3 separate regions of the Zea mays genome follow, and all the other regions are linked to region 2. The links are chromatin contacts, called in public Hi-C maps. All regions are on one chromosome and are shown on one strand. The core of a region is the stretch at or near the end of the contact, and the rest is flanking DNA. Distances in the headings are between cores, read along the strand shown.

Evidence for each region. Hi-C and Micro-C count contacts between places; a contact is called where the count stands out from the background.
Region 1: a Hi-C map of leaf shows a contact between it and region 2, with 4 times the contacts expected there. The contact joins the promoter of LOC100194286 here to the promoter of LOC103639219 in region 2. A contact is called at or near these places in 6 of 25 Hi-C or Micro-C datasets (ear, endosperm, leaf and 2 more).
Region 3: a Hi-C map of leaf shows a contact between it and region 2, with 5 times the contacts expected there. The contact joins the promoter of LOC100281205 here to the promoter of LOC103639219 in region 2. A contact is called at or near these places in 2 of 25 Hi-C or Micro-C datasets (leaf and tassel).

What each region holds. Positions count from the first base shown.
Region 1 is chr9:141,190,561-141,195,489 of Zm-B73-REFERENCE-NAM-5.0, forward strand. It overlaps LOC100194286, which reads left to right and starts at 1,768. Exons shown (of 9, transcript NM_001366816.1): 1 at 1,768-1,885; 2 at 1,961-2,053; 3 at 2,152-2,275; 4 at 2,486-2,578; 5 at 2,883-2,928; 6 at 3,004-3,076; 7 at 3,900-3,934; 8 at 4,032-4,120; 9 at 4,406-4,929. The coding sequence starts at 1,791. The coding sequence ends at 4,603.
Region 2 is chr9:141,333,591-141,338,679 of Zm-B73-REFERENCE-NAM-5.0, forward strand. It overlaps LOC103639219 (protein trichome birefringence-like 6), which reads right to left and starts at 1,951. Exons shown (of 5, transcript XM_008661991.4): 1 at 681-1,951; 2 at 386-578; 3 at 88-278. The coding sequence starts at 1,870. It overlaps LOC100277134, which reads right to left. Exons shown (of 2, transcript NM_001371588.1): 2 at 3,980-4,763. The coding sequence ends at 4,204.
Region 3 is chr9:141,127,891-141,132,430 of Zm-B73-REFERENCE-NAM-5.0, forward strand. It overlaps LOC100281205 (pre-mRNA-processing ATP-dependent RNA helicase prp-5), which reads right to left and starts at 2,805. Exons shown (of 5, transcript NM_001154124.1): 1 at 2,133-2,805; 2 at 1-499. The coding sequence starts at 2,706.

The DNA of each region.
Region 1 (4,929 bases), core at 518-3,017, 140 kb before region 2:
GCCCTCACCAACGGCTAGATTTTGGTTGGTGGCTATAAATACCACCCCAACCGGCCACTTCAAGTAAGGGAGCCCAAGCAACATTCCAAGTCATCTAGTTGACATACTCAAGCCCTCCCAACCACATATATTCATTGATCCATCCTATACACAAGATTTAGACCACTACAACCAACACAAGTGCCACAAAAGAGAGAGCAAGCAAAAGAGAGCTACTCATTTGAGTTTAGCACTAGTGCCTTGTGAGATTCATCGAGAGATAGTGTGTGCTTCATCTTTGTGTTCATTTGCGCGTGGAGTTTTGACTCCCATTGAACTTCCTCCAAATTTTTGGAGGCTTGTAAAAGCTAGCAAGAGACACCAAAGATTGTGGTGGTCCTTGTGGGATCGAGAGTGATCCTTGAGAAGAAGAAGAGCTCACCGATCCTTGTGTGATCGGGGGAGAGAGGGAAAGGGTTGAAAAAACCCGTCCTTAAGTGGACTCCTCAACGGGGACTAGGCCTTCGAGGGCCGAACCTCGGTAAAACAAATCACCCGTGTCCATTGTGTTTATTGCTTGTGATTTGTTTGCTTTCCCTTGCTCTAAGTTTTCTTGCACCATTATTTGCTAATTTCATTTGGTATTGCTTCAAGTTAAATTTCCATTTAGTGAAGCAACACATTGCAAGAAAAGAACTTGTTCTAGTGCTCTCCTCTTCTAAGGGTTCTTGCTTTGTTATTCTATAACTTATTAGTTGTATTGATTTATCTCTCCCGCATTATTTAGCAATATTCCTTTCAAGCAAGAACTTAGTTTCTATTCTCCGATATTTATCTTGTTCTAACCACTAATCAAGGGATCTAGTTGGGGGATAAAGTTTTAATTTTCAGGTTCCGCCTATTCACCCCCCTCTAGGCGACTTTCAATAAACCCATTGGGTACAAATTTAAACCCATACCATTACCTGCGGGTATAAACCCAAACCCAAACCCGCACCCTATAGGGTTTGTGCCCGCGGGCTTGCGGGTAATCTGTGCCCATTGCCATCCCTAATCCACACACTTAGGGATGAAAGTGGTCATCTGAACTGATAGAACAAATTTAATATTTTAAAATAAATATGTATAAAATTTGATGTTGATTTTTTATGTTATCTAGCACATTAGTACAAATATTAATAAAATATTACATAATTTTTTATGTATTATTTGCTCCCTACAACATAAAAGGTTGAAAAAATTACCGAATTTATTTCTGAATCCATACCGAAGTTTATATATATTATTTAAGAAAATATATGATGAATTTGATGTTTACCTTTTATGAATCTTTACAAGCTGGATGTTAAAAACAAGAATATAAATTTGTATTATAGATTTTATATCCTATTTATTCGCAATTAAATAAAAACGACTAAAAAACTGATTACCGAATAAATACCGTTTCCGACCGTTTTCATCCCTACACACACTCAGAGAAAGCACATAAGAGACACGATGTAGGGTTGACCTCTTTCACTTCACTTTTTATAAAGGGGTACATGTTACTTTATATAGAGACTTAAAACTCTTCAAGGGCAGAGTCACCATTGTCATCTCATGCGAACACCCTGCTGTAGGCCTCTAAGTGCGGACGAGGCCGAAAGGCCAAAAGCCCATATATCTAAGCCCACGCTTTCACTTTTAACCCAGTGACTCCCGGACCCTCCGTTACCAGTTACCTCGCCTCGCGGATAAGAGGCGAGGGCTAGCAAACCAAAGCCCCTTCCGCCCTCCGCCCAAAACCCCACGCGAGCACCCCATTCCCATCCATGGCGACCACCACCTCTTCCTCCTCGCTGACCACTCCTCTCCTCCGCCCGAACCCCAATACCAACCCTGCTCCCAGATCTCTCCAACTCCTCAGGTTTCTGTCCTCTCCCTTCGCCTTTCTCTTCCCGCCATCTCTGCCGTCCCCTAACTTTCTTTCCGCGTCTTGCAGGAGCAGGAGGTGCGCTCGTGCCGTAACTACCGCCGTAGCCGGAGGTGCGGTGCCTTACGGGGCTAATCCGCGGCGCGGGATTTGGTCGATCAGGTGGAATTTGTCTTGAGCCCTTCGAGCTTCGTCCGTCTGCCTGAAATGGGCTTCGTGAGGTGCCACGGGGTTTCTGATGTTGCTTGTGCCTGTGGTAGGGATGACTTGGTGGTGCCAAGGTCGCCCTACTTCCCAGTGGAGTCCGCGGCGGGGCAGGAGCGTGGGCCGTCGCCCATGGTGATGGAGCGGTTCCAGAGCGTCGTCAGTCAGCTTTTCCAGCACGTACGACGGCACTGGATTGTGTAAAGTGTTTGACCTCCTTAGGGCTTGTTTGGTTGGATACTTGGATCTGGATTGGAGGGGATTCCCTCCCTAGTCAAAATTGAATAGAAGGGGATTTAATCTCCCCTCAACCGAACAAAGCCTTACCAGGAAGGGTTTTACTGGATTGTATTGTGAGGTTTGTGTGACTATATATCTGTCTCTATGCAGAGAATTATTCGGTGCGGAGGCCCCGTTGAGGATGATATGGCCAACATCATTGTAGCACAACTGCTCTACCTCGACGCTATTGATCCCAATAAGGTGAAAACGAACGGGACAACCGTTTGCTGCTGTAATTCCCATGTGAATAGAACATGCTTGCGCTTTAAATAAACCTTTGTTTGTTGATACCAGACAGTGAACCAACATTGTAGTACTAAACTTTGTACAGTGCTTCTTTAACTTTCTGTGTTGCGGAATTGGGTTATACAATTGTAACCACTGAACTTGTAGGTTTATCCAATGTTGCCATTTCATCTAGCTAGGGACTCGAATACATGGCAATTATATATTCAAAACGTGGTTTCTTCCATCTAGTGCATGATCCTTGTCAACCTTCCTGTAGGATATCATTATGTATGTGAATTCGCCAGGAGGGTCAGTGACAGCTGGTAATAGCTCATCTAACATAGTATGTCTGCGTTAGCTGCTTCAATTAATACTAATGCATTTTCGTTTTCTGTTAGGAATGGCTATATTTGATACAATGAAGCATATCAGGCCTGATGTATCCACTGTTTGTATTGGACTAGCTGCAAGGTACTGAACACAAATTCTGCTGAACGATCATCAATTGATTCAGTTCTTTGCATGTTATAGGATCTTAATGTTCATGTTTGACTTTCAGTCTGGGTTTATTTTCCCTATGTAGTCCATTCTGTTCTCAATGTGGGAAGCGCAATTGATCCTTTGTGTTTGCAGTAATTGGAAGGTTCAGTTCATGTAACCTATAGTCTGGGATTTGGGATTGTAGTAACTAGATTTTTTTTTGGCTTTGGTTGTGCTAGTATAGTTCTTGTTTGCAGACAGGACTTGCATGGCATGAGTTTTTAAAACTACCGTAGTACCATAGTTTCAGTTAACAAATTACACAATTGTCAACTCCAGATGGATGCCAAAAGCAGCAATGTCCTTTTACTTTGCATACTTGCCCTGTGTTGGGGTTATTATTCAGCAAATTCACCTTTTGCAGCGAGCTTGCTCAATGATTATCTGCACAGAAATGCCTACTTGCCTAGTAATTTAATTTTCGTTATAACTTGGTACATGTAGTTCTGCTATGAATGAAAGGTAGGAATTAAGTATGCTTTCACGAAATAAGAATTATGTATTCCTGCTTTTCGTATTTAATATTTTAGTGTAACTAGCCATACATAATTAAATAAAGGATGTTAGAGATCTAATTTGTGTTTCAGTTTTACAGTTTGTTAGTGTGAACATGTTTATTATTTATTACTGAGATTCTGTGGCCATTTCTTGTTATTGTTTAACTCCAAATTATGTCATGCCTCATGCAATGTTATCTTTTATTACCTGGATGATTCTGACACTCTTTCTGCTGTTTGATGTTTCTGTTTGACAGCATGGGAGCTTTTCTACTTAGTGCTGGGACCAAAGGTACCAGTAGTGATTGCTAATAAAATACATGTAGGTGTAGCTTACATATCCAAGCTTCGTTAATAGAAGTCATAAAACCGGTGAAAATATAATGCAGGAAAGCGATACAGCTTACCAAACTCAAGGATAATGATCCATCAACCTCTTGGAGGGGCCCAAGGACAGGAGACTGATCTTGAGATTCAGGTAAACTCGCAATGTGGGGCTATGGAAAGTATCATGCTTTCTAGACCAGTACAGTATCTTAACCAAAGATATTCTCAGTTCTCGTTTCTTCTCAACAAAGATCCTTATTTTCTGATTTTCATACTCAGCTGAGCTTACGGTTGTTATATTTTGCATATTATTTTTTTATCTCTACATATTGCGTATTGTTACAAGCCAATGAGCCCCTCTTTTGGCAACCGAGTAAGAATTACAGTTGTTTACACCAGCAGTTGCTGATCCTCAAGTTCTGATTATTTTATTCAGGCCAATGAGATGCTGCACCACAAGGCGAACTTAAATGGATACCTTGCATACCACACTGGGCAGCCCCTGGATAAGATCAACGTAGATACTGACCGTGACTACTTCATGAGCGCGAAAGAAGCAAAGGAGTATGGCCTTATTGATGGAGTAATCATGAATCCCCTCAAGGCCCTTCAACCACTTCCAGCTTCCAGTTAGTCATGAAGTGTGCTAGAACTCCGTCAAACATTTTTGTTGTATCAATGTGTCTGTTGGAAGCCCTGGCTACGTAATATTCTACGTCCAAATGCATCAAAGATTGTACAAAACAAGATATGCGGTTAGGATATCCATCCTTGGTGATGGATATTGGAACTAAATTAACAGTATTAGGGTTAGTTTGGGAACTCCATTTTCCCTTGGGATTCCTATTTTCCCAAGGGAAAATGAACTAATTTTCCTTGGGAAAATGAAATTCCCTTGGGAAAAATGTGGTTTCCAAACTAACCTAACCCTTAGAGTTAATTTGTCAACTCTATTTTTCT
Region 2 (5,089 bases), core at 701-3,200:
TATTCTTTTTCCTACAAGCTCTAGTTTTTTTTAAAAAAAATTAAGAAATAATAGTGTCAATGGTTCCAAACATTAATCAACACTCACCCAGACTGTGTTTTGTGATGTGACCACCAATGGGCAGTGTTGAACACAAGCACGTCAGCACCTTTCCATCTCGATGAGCTCCGATGGATGGTATCGATCCGTAGCGTCTTCATGCGCTTCTGCCCAATTCTCGCCTTGCTTTCGTGCACCAAGAAGTGCGTCACATGATACTCCACACTACAGTTGTAGTCCTGCACCAACCATACCAAGATGATTTACCAACTACAGTGCAAGCCTAGGTATCGATGAATGGACTACTCATAGTCAGATCAGATACAGCCATACATGAGATACTAACCAAGAACTTGAAGTTGTAGTCACCCTTCTCTTTAGTGATCCTGCGGCCACGGGTTTCATGAATCCTTCCAGGATCTGGGACAGCCGTTCTCAGCAAGCACATCATGGACTCCCACTGGTTCCTGTTGATGGAGTCCCCGACAAACACCAGTCGCTTTCCTCGCAGCGTCTCAAGCATTTTCCTAGCATCAAACCTAAGTTTTGTCGCAAGAAGTTAGCAAATAGCAAAATTGTTGTGGCCGACCCACCTCCAAACTCCTAAAGAACTAACGAATTGCAGTAGTGCAAACAAATACCTTGGTATATTGCAATGGTTAGGTCGCCACCTCCACTTCATGTATCTTTGATCCGTTCTCCCATTTGCTCCACAGCTGAATCCTTCGTCTATAAAAGGGCATGAGTCACTCGTGTAGAGTGGATAGGTCTCGTCATCAAACACCCAACTTCCATCATAAACATCACAACGTTTGGTATCGCTTCGTGTAGAATCCATTTTGCTCGTGACCGCTTCTTCCTCAATCAGATTAGGATCTTGCTTATTTTGATTGGCTGGAGCTGGAGCTGCCAAGGAACTATTGTTCCCCGCTGAAAGATGCGAGCTTTCCAGCTGCTCCACTTGCTCAGAAGCATAAGCTGCTGCTTGTACAGAGGAATAGCGCTTATCCCCCACAACCACAACATCGTCTTGCACGACGGATTCACCTCTCACCTGCATTGCAGCTTCATCATCCATGGACAAATTGACGGCTGTCAAAGACTCTGCTCCCTCCGGTCTCACCATTGACGCATCTACTTCCTGTGACGAAGAAGCACTGCCAGCATTTAGCTGCGTCTTTGTTTCCCAACCAACGTGTTGCCTGCTACCCTCGGCCAAGTTTTCCTTCCGAACAGGAAATTTCCCCAACTTGTCGGCATCTCCTCCCACACCGGTTACTTCTTTTTCTTTAGCATGCATAGCCAAATCCGAGGTTCCAGTAGAGTTATTCCCAGCTCCTGCAACCTCTTGCGCCTCCAAAACCTTACCAGTCGCCGGTGCTCCACCATTTCCTCCTCCAGTAACCGCTCCTTCCACCTCCATTGGCGGGCCCACGCCCCGAGCGGACAGGTCTCCGGTAACCGCGCGGCGGGCTCCATCCGCCACTGAATCTCCACTCCCGTGCCCACGGACCGCATAACCGGCCTCTGCTGCCAGCGCCACCGCGCCGCCCATGGAACCCCCACCGTTCCCAGGAGGCGGCAACGGTGCAAGGGCCGCGGTGGAGGTGTTGGGCATGGCGAACGAGGATGAGGTGTTGGGCATGGCGAATGAGTATGAGGTGTTGGGCGTGGTGAATGGGAGGTTGAGGGGGCGGCCGTGGCGGATGGCGAAGAGCGCGAAGAGGAAGGAGAAGAGGAGGGAGGAGGAGGCGAAGGACAGTAGGAGGAGGCTCTTGGGACTAAGAAACTGATACGGGGAGGAGGAGGAGGAGCTCCTCTGCCTCTCCATTGCTCTGTGCGGCGGGGAGGAAGCAATGGGACGGCTAGTGCGGCAATGGCTAGCCGTGCTTGCGGCTTCCGTGTAATAATAAAGGTGAATGAAGGAGTTGGAGTCGGGAGTCTGTGTAACGGAAACGGAACGGGAACTTCGGGTGTTGTGGAGTAAGTGTAATTGTCTGCCCCCACTCCCCAGCCAAACCACTTTCCTTGGACATTCGAAGACAGTCAAGGCAGTCGGCATCGCTGCTCACATTTTAGCCACCCCACGTCAGCAATAATCTATACAACCAGGGTTCACAATTTCGTTTGGACTGTTCCGAATTTTATTTTGTTAATCGAAATTTGACTTTTGTATTTTTATATTTTAGATCGAAATCCATCTAAAACCGGACCAAAATTCATTTTTTGTTAATAGAGAAAACAAAAAAAATCCCAAAATTCGATGATCTGGCACCGAGAAAGTAAACCGTGACTGCAAACACTGTTACGGTCTAGAATTTCATTTTATGATAATACCATAAAAAAGATTATATACAACTCAATAAAATCATTTGATAGTTCGGTAATATTTGTTAAGATTCGCAACAGAATTTGATATATATGCACTAAATAACACGGTACATTCAAAAATTAAATTTGAAGATTATGTTAAATTTTTTGCAATTTATATTATAAATAGTTCAAATCGTTATATTAATATATAATATAGGCATAAAAGTGACTTAGGATACTATTTATCTAGCTTTTTAGCCATCTTGTTTTAAAAGTTGTAAATGACTCGGTTATATCCTTATTATCTACTACAAAGAGAATATGTTGTTTAATGAATAGTACACGACAATTATTAAAAATCATCATCCATCACATATCTTAAGTTTTTTTTTGCTCAAATTATTATAGAAAACACTAATTTTGTTATTTTAATGGGGTTGTCAACTTGTCACGGGTGTTTGGATATAAGGACGTCACGTCTGATATTTGGATGCTAGTTAGAAGTATTAAATATATTCTAATTATAAAATTAATTAACATATGAGGACTCTTAAACAGTAAGACAAACCTATTAAGGCTAATTATTCCATGATTCTTCCTTGTGATGCTACAGTAAATATTTAATAATTATAGATTAATTAGGCTTAATAAATTTGTCTCGCCATTTAGTCTTTACATGTGTTGATCTTTAGGGTCATCTATTTTCATTCGTCCAAGTCCATTTGTGCTTGTTTTGAACTATATCTAAAACACTAACATATAATGTTAGTTCAAATGATTCTGTCGGTCGTCAAACATCAAAACATAATTATCATTTGGCATTGTCCATTTTGCTTATAATGGCGACATAGAGGGCGTGGAAACTCAAGGAAGTTGTGTATGAGTTGAGGCTTGCTCTAAACACCAAATTGTTTAAAGAATCCTGCAGTGATTTGGGTAGGTGCTTTTTGCAAACTGCATAGGTGATCTGCATATGTTCTTTGTGAAGTGCTCAAGGTTCAAGCCTAGTGTTTAGTGAAATTTGCATATCTATAACACTCGGTGCTTGCATGCACTATTATTGGACACGATAGACCTTGTGATCCTGTGAGGTCATGCCAATTGTGCTTGTGGTGTAGCCACCACCGTTGTACTAGAGGGGATGAGATCTATGATGTTTTGACTGGAAGCTCGATAATGACAGTAGTGAAAAGAGATATAGAAGAGACCGTCTTGAAGACCTACTTACGCATAAGAAAGTCTCGATAGTGACGATGGCAAAAGAGATCTGTCACTACAAGATGGCCTCTCCTAGATCTCTCGCTGCCATATTCATTATTGATTTTCATTAAGGTCTGCCATGTAATTTAAAGTGGTCTCATTATTGCTAAAATATTTTTTTAGCAATGTGTTATTAATAAGTTGTACTAGAGGCATTAAATTCCTCTGCTCACTCTCAATCACTAAAAGCCATGCGTTATTATATTATATACTGTATGAGGCAACCTTTGCTACTGTTAACATGTATCAATATAATTGTCCATAGTGGCACTAATAAATTCCTTGGCCCTGAAGCTTTGTTTAGCTGCAAAAGCTGCCGTGGTTGATGTAGTGGCTAAAACGGCAGTTGTGGAATACGAACTGAAAATTGATCGAAACCATGTAGTACATGTTTTGCTTGCATCAAACAGAAGAAGCGTGCAGCTTCGAGCAACGTGTCAATACAAAAGCATAAGCATCTATATATCACAGAATCACACCGAAATACGTATATATAGCCTGTAACTCTCATGGAGTTGAGTGGAACTATGAACTGCCGTTTAAGCAAAAAGCGATTGGTGATCCCGCGACGGAGGGTCCGGCCGGCCGCCGTCAACTCTCTGCGGCCAACGGCGAGAACACCGCCCTCGCAAGGACATGCGTCTTCTTCTTGCCGAGCCCAAACCCGACAATGTGGTTGATGTACACGTCCCCGTCCTTCACCGTCGCCGACGACCCGACCCGGTGGACCGGCCCGACGTACTGCCCGGTGACGCGCGCGGTCTCCCAGTCGTCGGAGCTCTCCACCAGCCGGCTACTCGGCGTGCCGGCGACGACCAGCCTCGTCGGGGAGAGCAGCTCCATCCCGTCCCCTCGGCCCAGCGACCCCTGCACCTTGACGGCGTGCACGGCCTCCGTCTTCGGGTCGACCTTGAAGAGGTCGCCGCCGAAGGTGTGGACGACGAGGAGGTAGCCGTTCGGGTGGTACACGATGCCGTTGAGGCCGACGAGGTTGTGCCGCAGCCCTGGTCGCTGCACGAACGTGGAGTTCTTGATGACGCCCAGCAGCACGCCGCTCGGGCTGACCTTCCAGATCTTGTTTCCACTGGCGTCGGTCACGTAGGCGTTGCCTTCCTCGTCGGCGGCGACGTCGTCGGGGAACGTTGACTCGCCTGCGAACCGCTCGTGAAGGCAGGTGAGTGACGGAACGGAAGCAATTTGTAAGTCCGTGCAGGCTGAATCAAACAGCCAAATTTTTACTAGGATTCTGCGGTGGCTAGGGAGAGCTGTTACAGGTTGCTTATCTCCAAAAAGGAAGTTAATTCTGTAAACCAGAGACTTAATATTGCTATCGAAAAGGTTAAAGAACATTGTAGACAACCTAATATTCTTGCGGAATATATAGCTTTTCAATTTAAAAATAGAGTTTCATTAGAAAAGCAATGAAAAAAGCTACTGAATTAACTAAAAATCGGAGATAAAGGGAATAAAAATCCAA
Region 3 (4,540 bases), core at 1,555-4,054, 200 kb before region 2:
TTCAGCAAGTCTATTAATCTCCCTGGGGTTGCAATGACTACTTCACAACCTGCTTTCAGTTCTTTAAACTGGTCAAACTTGGAAACACCACCATATACAGCAGCAACTCGAAGGTTGTACGGCTTTGCAAACTTCTTAGCTTCGAGATATATCTGATGTGCCAATTCTCTTGTTGGAGCACAAATGACTCCTATTGGACCTTCTTCTTTCTCAAGCTCAGGCTGATCCATAATATGAACAATCATAGGGAGCACAAAAGCTGCAGTTTTGCCAGAACCAGTCTTTGCAATACCAATGATATCTCTGCCTGAAAGTACAATAGGTAAAGCCTGGCACTGAATCGTAGTTGGTTTTTGATAGGCTTGCTTGGCAATAGCATTCATCAGCGGTACAGGAAACCCACAATCCTCAAAGTTTTTTATTGGCCTTGGCACATCAAAACCAGAAACCCGAATTGCCAAACTTTTCATATAATCTGCTACCTCTTGGTCACTCATACCTATAAGAAAAAAGGTTTCAATACATCATAACTCGGGTTATAGAGAAAGATTTCAACACAAGTGGGTGCTAGGCTAATGTGCTCAGACTGATGATAGCCTAGATGCTTGGTGGCATAGAGAAAGTTTCCAAGTCCATGATCGGGTCCAAAGTGGATTCCATTCCCTAGTTATCCTTGGTGCTTGGACTTTGTGAAAGCATCGGAACTTGTGTGTGCTTGAAGGTGCTGTGCCTAATTTGGCGAGGGCCCTGCTCCTTGCTGAAGAAGAGGCTTTTTTGTAGTCATTGGTCGGGGCTCGAGGGATTTCCCTCTTGTCAGCCCTACAACCTGATAGATAGGTTGGCTTTCATCGGTCGTTGTCCGTTTAGTGCTCAGGCACAAATGTAACTCTAGTCTAGCTAGTGTGGGTGTGGAGTGGGTTGTACTCGGAGGTTCCAACCCCCCCCCCCTCTTTTCTATCTTCTTTTAATATAAAGATACGCAGCTCTCCTGCATGTTCGAGAAAAAAATAAATTTATTACAAAAACACATTCAGTGATTCATCTAATGATATTAATTATGTACCATAAATATTAATATTTTCTTTACATATTTGGTCAAAGTTGAAAATCTTTGACTCCTCGGGAAGTGAGAATGACACACTTTGTGGGACGGTTGGAGTAGTGCAACGTCTTGCAGATCTACATGACCCAATGCTGGAGAAAATGACTAGTAACCCATCTACTTTAATCTAGTTTTGAGATAAATGTCATAATTTTATGGTTGATAAGAACATCTACCATTTCTTCAATTAGAGGCATTATATACTTGGACCACTAGTAAGTAGGTGGAGGTCTGCTGTCAAAGTCAGTACAACCACCAACATAGCACCCACTACCTCTGTTCAAAATAAAAGACATTTTGGCTTTTTTAGATACATTGCTTTAACTATGTATGTAGACATAATGTATATCTAAGTGCCTAGCAAAATCTATGCATCTAAAAAACCAAAGCATCTGATCTAATAATTTGGAATGAAGGGAGTAGTTCTTAAGAAACATAATGCATTGCATCATGGTGTCCAGCAAAATAATTGCACAAATACTGAAGAATACTTCACATACAAGTATACAACACAGTTACAATCAGGTGTTATGGGGCCTTCGATTCTTAAGTGAACCACCGCCCAAGTGATTTGAGACATTTGAGATTTTGGTTGTAAGAGTCATACAAAAGAGAATATGAAACAATGTCATATACATAAGCATCAGAAGCAAAAAAGAAGTAATAGCCTAGATAGTGAGATTTTTTCCATATAAAAAGGACTATATATATCTAGTCTCTAGCACCAAATTAGAAGAACACAATTAAAATGAGAGTAAACTTGGAACAGCATGGGTTCACTGCCATGTCAACACAACAGAAGTTCAGATTGCACCACGGAACAGAGCATCCAATCCAACTCATGCTATGTTCATTACATAATTTACTAAGCTAAGTATGAAGTAAAAGAAGTGGCTGCATATCTTCCGCAAGGTAGAATTAAAGCATCTCAACCGTGTAAGCTACAAGGAACACCCCAACACTACATGTACAGAAATAGATAGTAGAACCATAGGTTTAGAACAATAATGCTAGGTGCCAAGTGCTTCACCTGAAATCGACGGCTTCTCCTCGTAGAAATCTTTGGTGAAGGTGTCATACTCGATGGTCGAGTGATCGAGTGCAGGTATGGGCTCTATTGTCTTCTTGTCGACGACTATAGGATTGTCATCGGAGTCGTACTCCATCATGCCGGCGTCGACGGCCTTGGCAGCGGCGTAGACCTCCTCGTCGGAGTCATAACCAGCGCGCATGGCGTCGGCGGCCAGCGTGAGCCCGGCATCCTTCTTGGCCCGCAGAAAGCTCTCAACGGGGTCATCTTCATCGTCGCCGGAGTCCGCGCGGCGAAGCGCCTCGGCCTTGGGCGGCGGGGGCGGCGCGCGGATCTCCTCCTGGATCTCCGCCATGAAGGCGTCGAGCGGGTCGATCTCCTCGTCATGCTCCGCCTTTCCATCCACCGCGGTGCCGGCTGGGGCATCTGACGGAGCGTCGTCGGAGAAGGCGATGTCGTCGAGGTCCGGGTCATCGGTCGGACGGTAGAGCCGCTGCACGGGCTGAGAGCGCTCGAAGTTGTAGGAGGTTGGCCGCGGGATGCTGAAACCCTCAAGCTTCGGCCGCTTCGACATGGCAGCGATGGGCGGAGCCGGAGGCAGGGCCGGGGCGAGCTAGGGTTTGCGGGGCCGGGTGTGACGGAGGAAGACGCCTAGAATTGGCGCCGCCTCCTCGGCTTGCTAGGTGGCGGTCTCGCGGACTCGTCGTTCCGGATGGCCTGGGCCGTGTAGGGCTGTGGGCTGAATGAATGTAGCCGTGGTCGTCACGGTGTGCACCGTCTACCAAGTGCTTGGTGTACTTGATCCCAAACATAAATGCTCAACCGGTTTTACCCAATATAAAAAATAGATATATAATATTTTTTACTCAAACATAAATGCTCAACCGGTTTTACCCAATATAAAAAAAGATATATAATGATTTTTTATCTATGATATACTAATAGGTAAAAAAATTATATATGGGTACATATATGAATAGATAGGGGTTAAAACGATCGGAAAACACTAAAATTGTTACCGTTTTTATATTTTTTATCGGAAACGAAATCAGAAACGGAAAATTCGGAAACTGAAACGATATTGGTATTTCGGAAACATCGGAATCAAAAGTTCGGTACTAAAAATACATCGGTACCGGTCGGAACCTTAAATACAATCGATAACCCTATCAATATGAAAATATCTCAATATAATAAGTTCACAATACAACAAAGTTTACAACTATCACAAAGACCACAAGTTCACAATTAACAATATAACAAGTTGATCACAAATATCACAAGTTCACAATATAACAGGTTGATCACAAAGATCACACGTTCACAATATAACAAATTGATCACAAAGATCACAAGTTCACAATATGACAAATTGATCACAAAGATCACAAGTACACAATATAACAAATTCATCACAAAAGTTCACAAAGCCACAAGTCCACAAGTCCCAAGTTCGCAAGGTCACAAAACATTACGGAACAAGTACAATAAGAAACATTCATAGCATTCATGGTACATTATCATCATCTAGATCTTCATCAACAAGCTTACAATGATGCCTCAAGTCCATCATCGTGATCATCATCTAGGTCTTCATCCTACATTTTGTTAAAGAAATATACAGTTAAATCATAGCTAATGTTTTATGCACCAAATTAGAATAGAAAATGAAGGAAAATTAACCTCAAATGAAATATTTCTTGCAAGACCCTCAAGTTCCTCCATTTCATAAACCATATTAGGAATAGCAACACTCTTATCCATGGAACATCGTAATGTAAAGATCCATTAGTGCACTAGTAAAAAGGTAATGAACTAATGACTAATTAAATTGTAAATAAATATAAGGTATTGCTATATAACCTTTTCTTGCTCGAGCTATCCAATCTTTGTGTGCAAGAGAGGATATACATCACGAGCAAGCTGGCCCAAGAGAGGATATTCTTTGTGTGCTTTCCACCATGCTAATATGTCAAAAGTGTGTTGATTACTTTTACCAACCTTTAGTACTGGATCTGCCAAATATTCTTCTAAGTCACTTGTGTCAATAGAATCATCATGCCCTTGTCCATCAAATATGTAGCTATCAAGCTCTTCATCGATACTTGACTTAATTGTGTCAACTACTGAAGTTGAGGAAGGTGCAACATATGATGTTGAGGGTGTAATACAAACATAATATCGATACATATTTTTTCATGCCACCGTTAAATTTATCCAGTTCAGTTTGATATGTATATGGATACACCTTCTTCAAGTAAAATTCTACAATTTTCCTCTTGTATCTAGGATCAAGGACACTAGCTACAGCAAGAGCAATATTTGACTTATTCCAGTATTTGTCAAACTTGACCATCATAGTGTTTCCATGTTAATAATAGTGGGATGGATGCAATCACACCAATCAA